Regions from separate parts of the Oryctolagus cuniculus genome. Here region 2 is linked to region 1. The links are chromatin contacts, called in public Hi-C maps. All regions are on one chromosome and are shown on one strand. Each heading gives the region's core, a stretch centred on a gene start, on an enhancer-like site or on the middle of the called end of the contact. The rest is flanking DNA. Distances are from core to core; before and after follow the strand shown.

Region 1 (3,085 bases), core at 289-2,788:
GATGCCAGGATTCTTAAGAAAAACAGGGAGATCCGGCAACACTGGATCTGCGCTCCCTGATGGCAAACCAGAGCGGGCAGATTGCCTCACTTAGGTCATTCACCTGGTGTCTGGGCCCATCTGAGCTAGTGGCCTCTGGTCAAGGTGAAGTAGCTGGAGGCCACAAAGAACTCACCTTAGCTGGACAAAGACCTGCGGCAGCAGCTCTGTTCTCAGACAAGGACTCATGACTTCACTACAACATGAGCTATTGGATGAGGGCTATAACATTCTCCAAACTCGACACAGGGCATTTTGAGCTATTTTCCAAATGGCCTGGCCTCTCTCTTTGCTGAGTCCTCACAGAGACACAGCTCCTATAGACATCTATACCCCCACCACGGCAGCAGCCAAACAACAGTGCCATGTCCCAAGTGCTACCACTCAGCCCTCAGGCCCTGCTGAGCACCCTGTGCTAAGTGTGCCTACCAGGTAATTGACAAGTTACCCGGGATGCAGGCATGGGAGCTAAGACATAAAGCATTTATCTACAAAGGGACCAGTCTGTCACTTAAAAATAATTATGTTTCTTTAAGTAAACTGACAAATTATGTCCTCTCCAACTTACTTATTAAACTTATAGGCAATTTACACACCTATTTTTAGAGGGGTGTGTGTGTGTGTGTGTGTGTGTGTGAGAGAGAGAGAGAGAGAGAGAGAGAAAGGAAAACAAGAAGATTCTATCTGCTCCCTGAAATTTTACCTGAAGAACCCACGGTCCCTAAGCAAAGATTGAGAAGTGGGTGAGATGCTCCTGGCTCCCTGAGATACAAAGAGGAATTCTGCAAATACCGCACATTGGTCAATGTACAGCATATAGGGACAGCAAAGGTGAATGCAGATGTTACGCTATCAAGCTTATCCCCCGGACACTACTGCGAAATTGTGTTGCTTCACATTTGCGAAGTCCAAGGACAGAATCTGTGCAACAAATTTAAGTACTAGCCATGCCAGAACACGTGCTGTGTATGCAAAGCCTGCTTCAAGGTTGGCTTTGTTGCCAGCAAGATAATAAAGTATGATCCAAACCCTAGCACGGTCTCAGCTGTCTTTAAAGAGACATTATACAGCCAGCATTATCTGTGCAGGACAGATATTTGGTCTAGCAGTTACGATACGCACATCCCACACTGGAGTGCCTGGGTTCAACTCTGTGCTGTGGCTCCACCTTCCAGCTTCCTACTAACGCAAACCTTGGGAAGAGGTGGTGATGACTCAAGCAGTTGGTTCTCTGCCATGAGAGAGCTAGATTGTGTTTTTGGCTCCTGACTCCCCTCCCACTAAATGCTGCAGGCTTTCAGGGAGTGAACCAGTAGATGGGAGCATGTGCACTCACCCTCTGCCCCCTCTACACACAATGAAAACTTTTGAAGGATGTAGTTACCCAATTCAACCGGTAGATGGGGCACTTCCACATGGCAAGTGTCCCCACTGAAGCAACCCGGTAAGAAAGAGACTAGGCCTGCCTTCCTCCTCCACAGCCCCTACCAGTTAAAAGGATAACAGATGGCGAGGGTGCACTCATCTCTGAAAGAGGCATTTGAGCATTTCCCTGACTTCTCTTTCACTCCTACTGTGATGTAAATAAAAGGGGTGGAGATAGTGTGGTTAGGAGCCATGAAGTTGACCAGCTCAGGAGAGAGAAACACATTCCCACGCCACTTGGAATTCATCAGTCATGACTGATTGTTAACTTTGGGCCAGCAGGTGCTGAGTGCCCACTGCATGCTGGAATGAGACACGAGATCTGCACTGGGAACTCGCACAGAAACAAGGCGTGATCCCCGGCCCACAGCATCTGTTATGGACACAGACGCTGAAGCAGTTACAAAACACGGTGAGGGGGCATCACTGTGGTTATGGGTGGGAGGTGGTCAGGCAAGCTGTCTCTGAAGAAGCATCCGTGAAACTGAGCCTCCTCCAAGAGAGGGTGCTAGAGAACCAATCAGCAGGGGACCCTCCTTACCACTGCCCACACTCAAGGAGTAAGAGATGAGCCAGTCAGTGTGGGGTGGTAGAGGGGTTGCAGAGGAAGGGCAGGGAAGGGAGCAACAGGCCAAAGGCATTTGTCTGACACGGCACCGGGTGTCCACGGCTTTGATGCCTACAGGAACAAAATAAATCCACAATGGCTTAGCGCTTAATGTTGTGGGCTCTATTTACAATTCCCCAGACCAGACGTGTGAATACAAACTTCATCAACTCCACCCTAAAAGGGAAGGGTATTACTATCCTCCTCTTTATACAGGTGAGACAACCAGGCACACAGAGCGGTTCAGTAACTTGTCTCTGTCACACAGCCCCGGTATTGCAGAGCCCAGACTGGAACCCCAGCACACCCCAACTCCTAAGTTCGTGCTCTCAACTGCTTCATTCTCAGAAGCACCCCTAAATCTCCATTTTCCACTGCGTCTTCCACTGCTATGCTGAAGTTTTCTGGTTACATTTTTGTATAGTTTGGGGTTTTGGTGGCAGACACTTGATGTGCTTCCAATAAGAATCCACAATTTTTCGCTGAGTGTGAGACCAGACAGACCTAGCCTAGGTGTGGGTAAATCAATCACAGACACCAGCTTCCTCATGAGCCTGGGTTCTGGACGGGGGCTCCGCAGAAGCCAGTAAATCAGGACCCAGGTGCCTCTGAGACGCTTCAAACAGATGTGTCCCTGTGCCTACTCCAGATGGCTCCACATCTTGGCTCCTTGCTCCTGCAGGCCCTTCAGGCCTTTCAGAGAGGCATGCCGAGGAGGAAGGCCCACGGAGCGAAGCCGCGTGGAGGGCTCTGCGATATTTCATGTACGCGTAGAAGGTGCCCTAAGCGCAGTCGGCATAAATCACTGCCAGCCTTGCCTACCTGGATCCAATTTTCCCGAAGATGAAGTTGTTTTACATGTTGCACAAAGGTTTCTGCTGCCAGTTAACCCGTCACCTGCGCAATTTATTCCAACCTCTTCCACAGGCAACAGGTTGCTCAGAATTTACCACACTGACAGCTCTGTACTGATTCACCCTCTTGCTGAAAAATGGGTTTCAGCAAAAAACAATT
Region 2 (3,085 bases), core at 228-2,727, 250 kb after region 1:
TGGGAGCTGAAATTAAAACACCTTCCACCACTACCAGGCATTGGAGGTTCATGGAAAGAGGACAGTGTGTGGCTGAGAAACTCCAGGAGAAGCAGGCACTCCCGCTCCTGAGAAACACACACAAAGCATCCACCTGGGGGAGGGTCTTGGTCAGGGGGTAGACACATGCCTTCGCTGGGATCTGGACATCGCCCCAGACCCCACGTCCCAGGGCCACAGGGGAAGCATGGTTTCCAAACTTGGGGCAAACCCCCACCCGGCACAGGAGACAGGACCCTGCCTCGCAGGCCTCCTAGACAAGAGGGGAAAACTGTCAGCTCCTGGGCACCGGAACCAGGCTGTGCAGCGTGCCCCAGGAGCTCAAACTCCCGGCGCTCATCTCCGAGCTACCCACACCTGAACCAGGCTGCTTGGTCCCGGGCTCCGAGCGGGAAGGCACAGAACCCATGAGGGGCTCTGGGTCCTCACTCCCACCCCCAACCTCACACCTGGCCCAGCCTGGGCAGGGCCACTTACTTCTCATACTCGGTGTTGTCTCTGTCACAGCGAGAATCCTTGTGCTTTTGCCAGTCTTTGCCATGCTTGCAGGTGGTGAGGAGCAGGACGTCCTCCCCGTTGTGGACGTGATATAAGGCATTCCTGGTGTCTGAACCTATCCCTGTCAGGTATCTCTTCCCCTTGAAGACCAGCATGTACTTCCGGAGAGGAGGGATGGTGTTAAACTTCAAAAACCCCCTCTCCCCTCCTGTCCTGGGGTGATCCTTGGAAAACAGGGGAATGGAGACATCAAAGTTGGGTCGGAAGTTTTCGGTGCTGATGCTGGCCTTGGCCAGCATCGCCTGGCCGATGTCAAACCCCACGTCCTCGGTGTAGTCGGGCCAAGTGCCGGAATATAAATTAAAAATTAAGTGATTCCTACCATTGTTCCACAAGTGGAGACTCTGCACTTTGGATCTCAGGTTGTGCACATACTGAGGTGACAACTGGTCTCTGTCTAAAGTATCCAGACTCAGGACAAAGAGGCACGCCTGGCTGGGATCCGAGGTGTAGAACCTGGAGCCCTCGATGGCCGCTAGGATGTTTTGGTAACTTTCGGCGATTTTCTCCCCCTTCTGCTGCGGGTAGACGTACACTTTGAAGCCGTTTTTCTTGCAAAGGGTGAAATCGAAGCAGGACTCCATGCGGCACTTCTTGCCTCTGTAGATGCTCGAGTTGGCGTCTCGCTTCTGCCGGGGGGAGAGGTGCACGCTGGAATCCTCGTTCTCCAACTGCTCCCAGGGAACGAAGGGGCGCAGCGCGTCCGGAAAGCGGGGCCAGAAATGATCCGGACCGGGCTGGTGCAAGCCATTCCGACCGCTGCGCTCCTCTCTCCGGCTGTGGCTCCTCGATGCCCTAAACTGCAAGCCTCCGAAATAAAACAAAAGGGCGAGACAAGAGCCAGCTGAGAGCAGGATGAAATAGCGTTTTTTGGCCTGCATGTGTCCTGCCTGGGTCACGAGGATTGTAAATAAACACAAGAATCACCCAAGTTTCCCAATCAACACTTTCAGCTCCAGTCCGCCATCTTCCCGCCTGTAAAGACTTCAAACTCTCCGCTCCCACCTTCTCTGGATGCCTTTCCCCAAGCCGTGGACTGATCCAGCGCATGTGGGCGATTTCCTTAACTTTCTCCCCTTCGGTCTTTCATCTTCGGGTCGCACAATGCACGGGAGACGGCGGGGCGGAATACCTCGCACCCAGGGCGGGCGAGCAGCGGACTGCAATTCTCGTGCATGCAACAAGACGGAGGAAAAAAGAAAAGCGAGGGGCGAAAAAAAAAAAAAAAAAAAGCAAACGCTCCCGGCGCCCGATCCGCGGCAAGCCGAAGTGGTCGCCTCGCCTCTCCCTCCGATCGCTCTCCGCGGCGTGGAAGGCGAGCCCCCGGGAAAGCAACTTCAACTCATCCACACTCCCGTGTGCACAGCGCTCCGCTCCCCACAAGGCGGCCGCTCCGGGGCTCCCGGGCCGGCTAGTGCATCCTGCAGCTGGGGCGCCGTAACCTCACAAATCCCTGCATCTCTCTGTCTTCCCTCCTGCAGCGACTCCGCCGGTGTTTACTCTGCGCTCGCGGGGCCGGCCCCGGCACTCGCGGCGGCCCGGCGGGCGGGCGGGCGGCGGCTGCGGGCGGCGCTGGGCGGCGGCGACGGCGGCGGCGCGTCCTCCCCGCGGGCAGAGCCGGCCCCGAGCGGCGCTTCGCAGGCCCCCGCGCGATCGCCGCCGACCGCCGCGTTCGGTCGCCGAGTGTTACCCGGTTCTGAATGTTACACTTACACATTCCATTCCCGACACGACAGCGCTGACCTCATCCATCCACGCAGACCGCGCTGCCATTGGCCGAGCGTCACGTCCGGGGGGGGCGGTGCTTCCGCTGCGCCCATTCATAACCCCCCGGCCGCGGCCGCGGCGCCGGCGACCGTGGGGCCGCGCGGGTGCCCCTCGCGGGGAGAGCCGGGCGTCCCGAGCGCGGGGCGGCCCCGGGCGAGCGCCCCGCGGCGCCTCGGCGCGCGCAGGCCCCGAGACCCGGCGGTGCCCAGCCGGGAAGTGGCGCCGCCCGGAGGTGCCCGCGGAGACGCGGCGAAGGCGGGACCGGCCGGGGCCCGCGCGGCTCGCCTCGCTCGGCTCGGCTGCCCCGGGCGCTCCCGGCGCCTCCTGGAACGCCTCCCAGAGCGGGGAGGCGGAGAAGGTGCAGGTTCCTTGGAAATGGGGCAGTGGGAGAGCGCCCGAGGGGCGGGGAAGGAGGGGAAGACTTCGGAGACAGCCAACCCACCTGCGAGCCGCCGAGGCCCAGTATCTGAGTATTTCTTACAAAGCGTGGAATCCGCATCCCTGTTCCTCTACGTAGCCCATCTCTCTTTTTTCTTCTTTCCTAAGGCGACACCGCAGTCCCCAGGAATAAAGAATGATCACACTGCTGCCTGCGTGCCTCTGTGGGGAACACCTGTCCTCCCCCCACTCCTAGCACCCCCCCCCCCCGTCTGCAGCCCAGGAAAGCTGCTGAGAGATTCAGTCACAATGCCCACAGACATTTTCTGATAGCTGAGGAAAC

What was found. Hi-C and Micro-C count contacts between places; a contact is called where the count stands out from the background.
Region 2: a Hi-C map of an unstated tissue shows a contact between it and region 1, with 4 times the contacts expected there. The contact joins the promoter of EXT1 here to the enhancer-like site in region 1. A contact is called at or near these places in 3 of 6 Hi-C or Micro-C datasets (ear pinna, psoas muscle and an unstated tissue).

The regions. Positions count from the first base shown.
Region 1 is chr6:143,598,928-143,602,012 of mOryCun1.1, forward strand. The region is part of intron 1 of EXT1 (exostosin glycosyltransferase 1); the gene reads right to left. Among named protein-coding and RNA genes, the nearest start is that of EXT1, 250 kb to the right of the region's middle. Within about 2 kb of position 1,539, at least 1 of the 8 cell types and tissues checked has an H3K27ac peak or open chromatin away from gene starts, as enhancers often do.
Region 2 is chr6:143,847,988-143,851,072 of mOryCun1.1, forward strand. EXT1 (exostosin glycosyltransferase 1) reads right to left here and starts at 1,478. Exons shown (of 11, transcript XM_002710745.5): 1 at 517-1,478. The coding sequence starts at 1,478.